Linked DNA regions of Mus musculus: region 2 is linked to region 1. The links are chromatin contacts, called in public Hi-C maps. All regions are on one chromosome and are shown on one strand. The core of a region is the stretch at or near the end of the contact, and the rest is flanking DNA. Distances in the headings are between cores, read along the strand shown. Region 1 holds the start of A630001G21Rik (RIKEN cDNA A630001G21 gene). Region 2 overlaps Sp100 (nuclear antigen Sp100).

Region 1 (2,756 bases), core at 158-2,657:
GGCTAAAGTCCCTGGCAACACCAGAGGTTTCATTTAGTGATAAGAAAGGACTCGGTTTAGTAATCACCTGGGCCACAGAGGAGCTGGCTAACTGCTTTTCCTTCTTGCTTGGTGTCTTCTCTTTGGTATCATTGTTTCTTTTTAGTCTCTGCAAGACTGGAGGGGATCAAGAGGAAGGGTTGGGCTTAGAAAAGGCTTTTTTTTTTTTTTTTTAATACTTCTGGTAAGGCTGCCCCTACCGCCCCCAGCACAGCTGTGGCCAGTTTGTTCCATGCCAGCCAACTAAGCAGCTAAGACATATCATTGCTGTAATGTGCCTGCCAGTTATTGATGCAGAAAAAACGACTCCCCTCAGAGCAGGGCCATGCTGACCACATACTCTGTTATGTTCTGTACGTTAAGAGGTTTGCTAATCTTAAGATATTCCACAACTATAAGCTTCAGGTAGGACTCATCAAATTAAAGGTCAATACGAACTGTTATGTCTAAAATGGTTTGAGTCAGGGCTGACTACTGGGCAGCACTTCTAGGTCCTGCCTGTGAACTCATTGTGGGTTTTGCAGTTTTATTTGTTATAAGTCTCTCCTGAGAAATGTCCAGTGTGTATCTTTGAGCTGTCGTCCTGGCGGATGAGTCTTGTGTTCAATAAGCCATCCCTGTTTAACTGAGATAGGTGTTTCTGTGGTTTGTGGGGCGACTCCTGGACCCCAACAACTTGCTCCATTGTAATTTTATATTAGTACTCTCTAGAGTACTCTTGCATGGTGATCACTTACTGGGGAATATTTTGGTGATAGCTCCACGAAGTCTGACATTTCTGGGTGTGGTGATTTGAATGAAAATGTCCCTCTCTCACGGTCTTAGGTGGTTGGGTGTGAGGTTTCCAGTCTAAGGTGCTGTTTGGGGGAGGATTAGACATGGTGTACCTTGAGGAAGTACATCTCGGAGTTTTGAGGTTTCGAAGGCACACACCGTTTCCAGTCCCCCACCCCCATTCCTGCAGTAAGAGATTCGAGCTCCGTTGTTCCTGTACCGTGACTGCGGCTGATTGTTTCTATTCTCTGCCATGTTGGACTTTTACCCCTCTGGAACTGTAAAAGCCCAAATAAACTCTCCTTTACGATGCCTTGAGTGTGGTATTTTATCAGAGCAGCAGAAGAGTAACTGCTACAGGTCCCACCTTCAAAATATTTCATTATGTGTAAAGCAAATATCATCAAATCTCCAAAAGCTGGAAAGCTAAATATGATTATGGTCCAAGTGGTTTCAGGCTGAAGGCCTCTCAACCTGTATTTCTAAAGGTGCAGTAACCAAGTGCTACCACCAGAGGTCAGGATAGACTTTGCAGAGACCCGAGAGAGGGAACGTGGTACAGGGAGACACAGAGGAAGTGAATGCAAATTTCACTAAAGTTTTCCCTAAACCCACCCCAGATCGAGGTCCTAGCTTTCGCTCTGCTTTCTGTACTTGCTACTGACCACAATTGACGCCCGCCGTGAGGAAGGCTGAAGGTGTCCCCTGCGGACTCCCCCAGACCCAAGGTAGCTAACTGGGGAGGAGGTGGAAGGGTGTTTGGGATGAAGTGAGGGAGAGGAGGGAGGGAGGCCTTGACTCCCAGAGGACTCCTTAAATGAGTCTATGAAATAGCCCGATACCAGACAGATTAATGCACCACAGAGAGCAAACTTATTAACGAACAAGAGAGGTGCTTAAGCATTCTTTTGGAAGGGGAAGGGGTGTTAGGCAGCCTGTGAAGTGTTTTAGGTGAAAACAAACAGATAGAATGGATGGTGGCTTGAGACAGAGTTTCTCTGAGAGAGCTGACTTCTAGCTTCCTCTCCTGGCATGAGACAATCACTCTTCTATGGAACTCTCAGGGAAGCACTGCTGTAAGGGAATTCTCTCAAAAGACCTGCCTTTAGGCAGAAGAGGGCTTTCAGAGAAAGTCTCCAACACGTGCTGTTTCTCCTTGCTCATCTCAAGGGTTCCAAAGTGGTACACTTGGGCTGCTATGTCCTGTACTCCTTCCTGTAAGAGGGTCAGGACCGGAGCCATTTACGGACCAGCCTCAGGGGAGCACCCAGCCTGAGGTCATATCCTTCAGGGAGGGAAGGGGTGGAGTCTGCCCCCAGGGGGCCACTGCTGATTTCCCCTTAGTGCCCTGCGCTGCTCCTCCTGGGGTAGGGTTGTGGTTGGCGGGGGTGGGGGTAAGGCTAGGAGGTGGGGGTGGGGGGCAAGCAGAGGAGGTGCCACTTGCTAGCCCCTGAAGCTGTCTATATGTGTTTGCTCATTTTTATCGCACCGGCAGTGTGGTTTGGGATGGACCAACTACCGTTCAGGAAAGGACATTAGCAAGTTCCTGCTTCTAGAGGAAGAGCTAAGGGCTAGGATGAAGGCTTAGCACTTCTTTGTCCAAGTTTAATTCCTGGTTTCGTTTTTCTGTTAAAAATCGTTAAATTTCAAAAGTGTACTCAGACCCTGACTTTCCAGTTCAGCCCTGCCCACATCCAGTCGTGGCCTAATCGAGGGAGGAGGGCAGGGACCCCGGAAATCTTTCTTTGCCAATACCCAGCATTGTTTTGGAGAGACTGATTCTTGGTAGAAGCTATAATCCAGCAGAATAGAAAGCTGGGGTGATCTGCCAAGCCTTTGCTCCGACTGGGTCCCATTTTGCCTTTGTCCAGCTATGTCAACACTATCCAAAACAATTACTGATTCAACAACCACTATAGAATTTCCAACAGCCCTTCCCACCA
Region 2 (2,700 bases), core at 19-2,518, 33 kb after region 1:
CACCATATATGTATATATGTATGTGTGTGCATTAACACACACACACACACACACACACACACACACACACACACACACACACACTCACACACGCCTACAAAGGCCAGAGGGAGAATCTGAGCCCTTGGACTTGGATTGCAGGAGATAGTAGTCTGGTGTGTCAGTGCTGGGAATTGAACCTGGGTCCTCTGGAAGAGCAGCCAGTGCTCTAAACTACTGATCTATCTCTCCAGCCCATCTCCTCAAAATACTAAGAAGTATTATTGAACAGAGATTTTAGAAGACATTCTGGTATGAAATAAAGTTCATAGAATTGTTGGGCTATGTCAGACTAGAAAAGTTTATATTGTGAAGACAGCAAATTCTGAGAGTGAAATAACAGAAATACTGTTGTAATAACAACAGTAGCAAGAAAGTTGAATTAAAGATAGTCTGATAAATTTATTATTCAGGAAAGCCTGACTCCAAAATATAATGTTGTATCTGGCTTAATTCATTAGCTAATTAATTCTTCATCATCATTATTTTTTTTTAAAGAGGGGCCTCATGTAGCCAGGGCTAGCTTGGGTTCTGGTTCCCCTTCCAAGGTCACGTTTCTAATGTTCAAGGCACGTGGCCAGGGGAACCACCCAGGGCTGAAGATCAGCCTCTGCTATTAGAATGTGGGGATTCCTTGGGCTCTGTCCTGCACCCTTGACTCATTTCATTTGCCCTAATGTTCATAGCTCCTCCCATGACCACCCCACCCCTAGACTTTCAGATCTATATTCTGGCCTTGGTTTGGGCCTGCTACATTCATAACCTGTTCTCTAGGGAATCTGTTTCGTTCTGTAACACTGACTGTTCCTCTTTTACAACGGTTCTCTAGCCTCTAACAGCCTATATGTGAAACCTGGGTGTGAACCCTGGCTCCGCCCACCCCGTGTCGCAGACTCCCAGCCCTCCACCAATCATATGCGAAGCCTGGATGTGACGCTTGGCTCCGCCCACCCCGTGCCTCAGACACAGCCCTCCACCAATCATGCCTATCTCAATTTCTAAGTCTCATCTCATTCTTGAGCTTTTGAAGGGCCTGCTGCTTTCGGGGTGCAGAATTCCTTACGCTTGTCTGGAATCTCCGCTCATCCCTGTACAAGCAAGCTGCCCTCTTCCCCCAACTCTACCCGCACGAGGAAGCCTCCAAACAACGGAAAGGCGCCAAGAGTCCAGTTCTGCATTCTTGGCAGCTGTCGTAACCTCCTCCCCGGATGCTGCCAGCCACCCCAATCCCTGCCTAAGTGCTCGCTCATATCTTGACCATACTTGGGCACAAGCCCAGCTTATCACCCCTCACCTAAAGAGCTATACTTGTCCCCCACCCCCACCTTAACCTGGGCACATGACTTCCTCAGTTCTCGTCATTGGAACTGATGAGCCTGCCTGCCTGGGAGCAGAATCTAATAAACCTGCGTTTATGTGCTTTTAATGTGGTCTGATATGGCCTGTATATCTGTGACACTGACACACACACACACACACACACACACACACACACACACATGAGAGAGAGAGAGAGAGAGAGAGAGAGAGAGAGAGAGAGAGAGAGAGAGAGATTATCTTGATGTGAAAACCCTGATGGGGTCAAAGAAAAAAAATCTAACAATTCATAGGTGAAGTGAATAAAATCATAATTTGTAATTTCTTCTTTCAGAGATTTACTATGACACAAAAACTACCACGTTTGGGGGCACATATCTCCATCTATCTTGGAGTAGTCCTTGCTTTTTATAATGGCAGGTGTTGTGACTATTTTCAGGTCGTTGGGCCAAGGTTTCTGATTCATCATCCTGTTAAAAACACTTCAAGCGAGTCCCGAGAAAGAGCAGCACCCAGACAAATCCACATGGGGTTCCATTGTCTAGAGTCCTTGGGAGGCCTGAGGTTTGCCTCTTTAATGTGGGCAAGGAATCCAGGCCATGACACTCACTGTACCACTGAGGTACACCACCATGCACCCTAGCCCCCCTTTATAGTGGTCATCCATCCATGGTGCTGGGGTTTGAACCCAGGCCACCTGATGTGCTAGACAAGTACTCTACCACCAGGCAAACACCTTACCACTAAGAGCATAGGCTCTTGTCCCTTTAGTTTTTTATTTTAACTCTACGTGTACAGATGTTTTTCTTACATGTATGTCTGTATACCACCTGTGAGCCTGGGGCCCTCAGAAGTCAGAAGAAATTTGATTCCCTGGAATTAGAATTACAGGTGGCTGTGAGCCACCATGTGGGTGCTGGGTTTCAAACCCAGGTCCTTGGAAGGGCACTAAGTGCTCTTAACCGCTGAGCGATTTTTCCATCCCTGACCCCCCTTTTAAACAAGCAATTTGTTCTCTTATTTAGTAATAGTCTTCAACATGCTATAGACTAAAATCCACTCGTGGAACGAGAAATAAATTCAAGGTTCAAGAGTGTCGTTCCAGGGCAGAATGTTTAGCCTGACATGAATGAGGCCCTAGGTTTGATCCTTAACACAGAGGAAGAAGACCCACATCTCAGACCCCATCACCAGCAATTTCAGTTCACTGAGCTGGATGCTTGGATAGTCTGAGGGGTTCTAATGCACGGTCATCAGGTGAGACCTGTGTATCTGAAGCTGTGCCCCACGGACCAGCAGACTCAGCATCTGCTTTAGCCATCCAGTAAGTTATCCAGAGACTGG

What was found. Hi-C and Micro-C count contacts between places; a contact is called where the count stands out from the background.
Region 2: a contact with region 1 is called in a Hi-C map of Th1 cells, with 2.2 times the contacts expected there. The contact joins the enhancer-like site here to the promoter of A630001G21Rik in region 1. A contact is called at or near these places in 1 of 39 promoter capture datasets (macrophages), 2 of 15 datasets of contacts at CTCF or cohesin (the NIH/3T3 cell line and pro-B cells), 44 of 484 Hi-C or Micro-C datasets (B cells, CD4 T cells, CD8 T cells and 28 more), 14 of 115 datasets of contacts at active chromatin or transcription factors (the 230-238 cell line, CD8 T cells, the HPC-7 cell line and 9 more) and 3 of 9 other capture datasets (adipose tissue, liver and pancreatic islet).

The regions. Positions count from the first base shown.
Region 1 is chr1:85,735,257-85,738,012 of GRCm38.p6, reverse strand. A630001G21Rik (RIKEN cDNA A630001G21 gene) reads left to right here and starts at 1,407. Exons shown (of 6, transcript NM_177055.3): 1 at 1,407-1,541.
Region 2 is chr1:85,701,994-85,704,693 of GRCm38.p6, reverse strand. The region is part of intron 17 of Sp100 (nuclear antigen Sp100); the gene reads right to left. Among named protein-coding and RNA genes, the nearest start is that of A630001G21Rik, 33 kb to the left of the region's middle. Within about 2 kb of position 1,268, at least 275 of the 459 cell types and tissues checked have an H3K27ac peak or open chromatin away from gene starts, as enhancers often do. A contact at or near this core is called in the 230-238 cell line, B cells, CD8 T cells and 29 more, where this site is marked.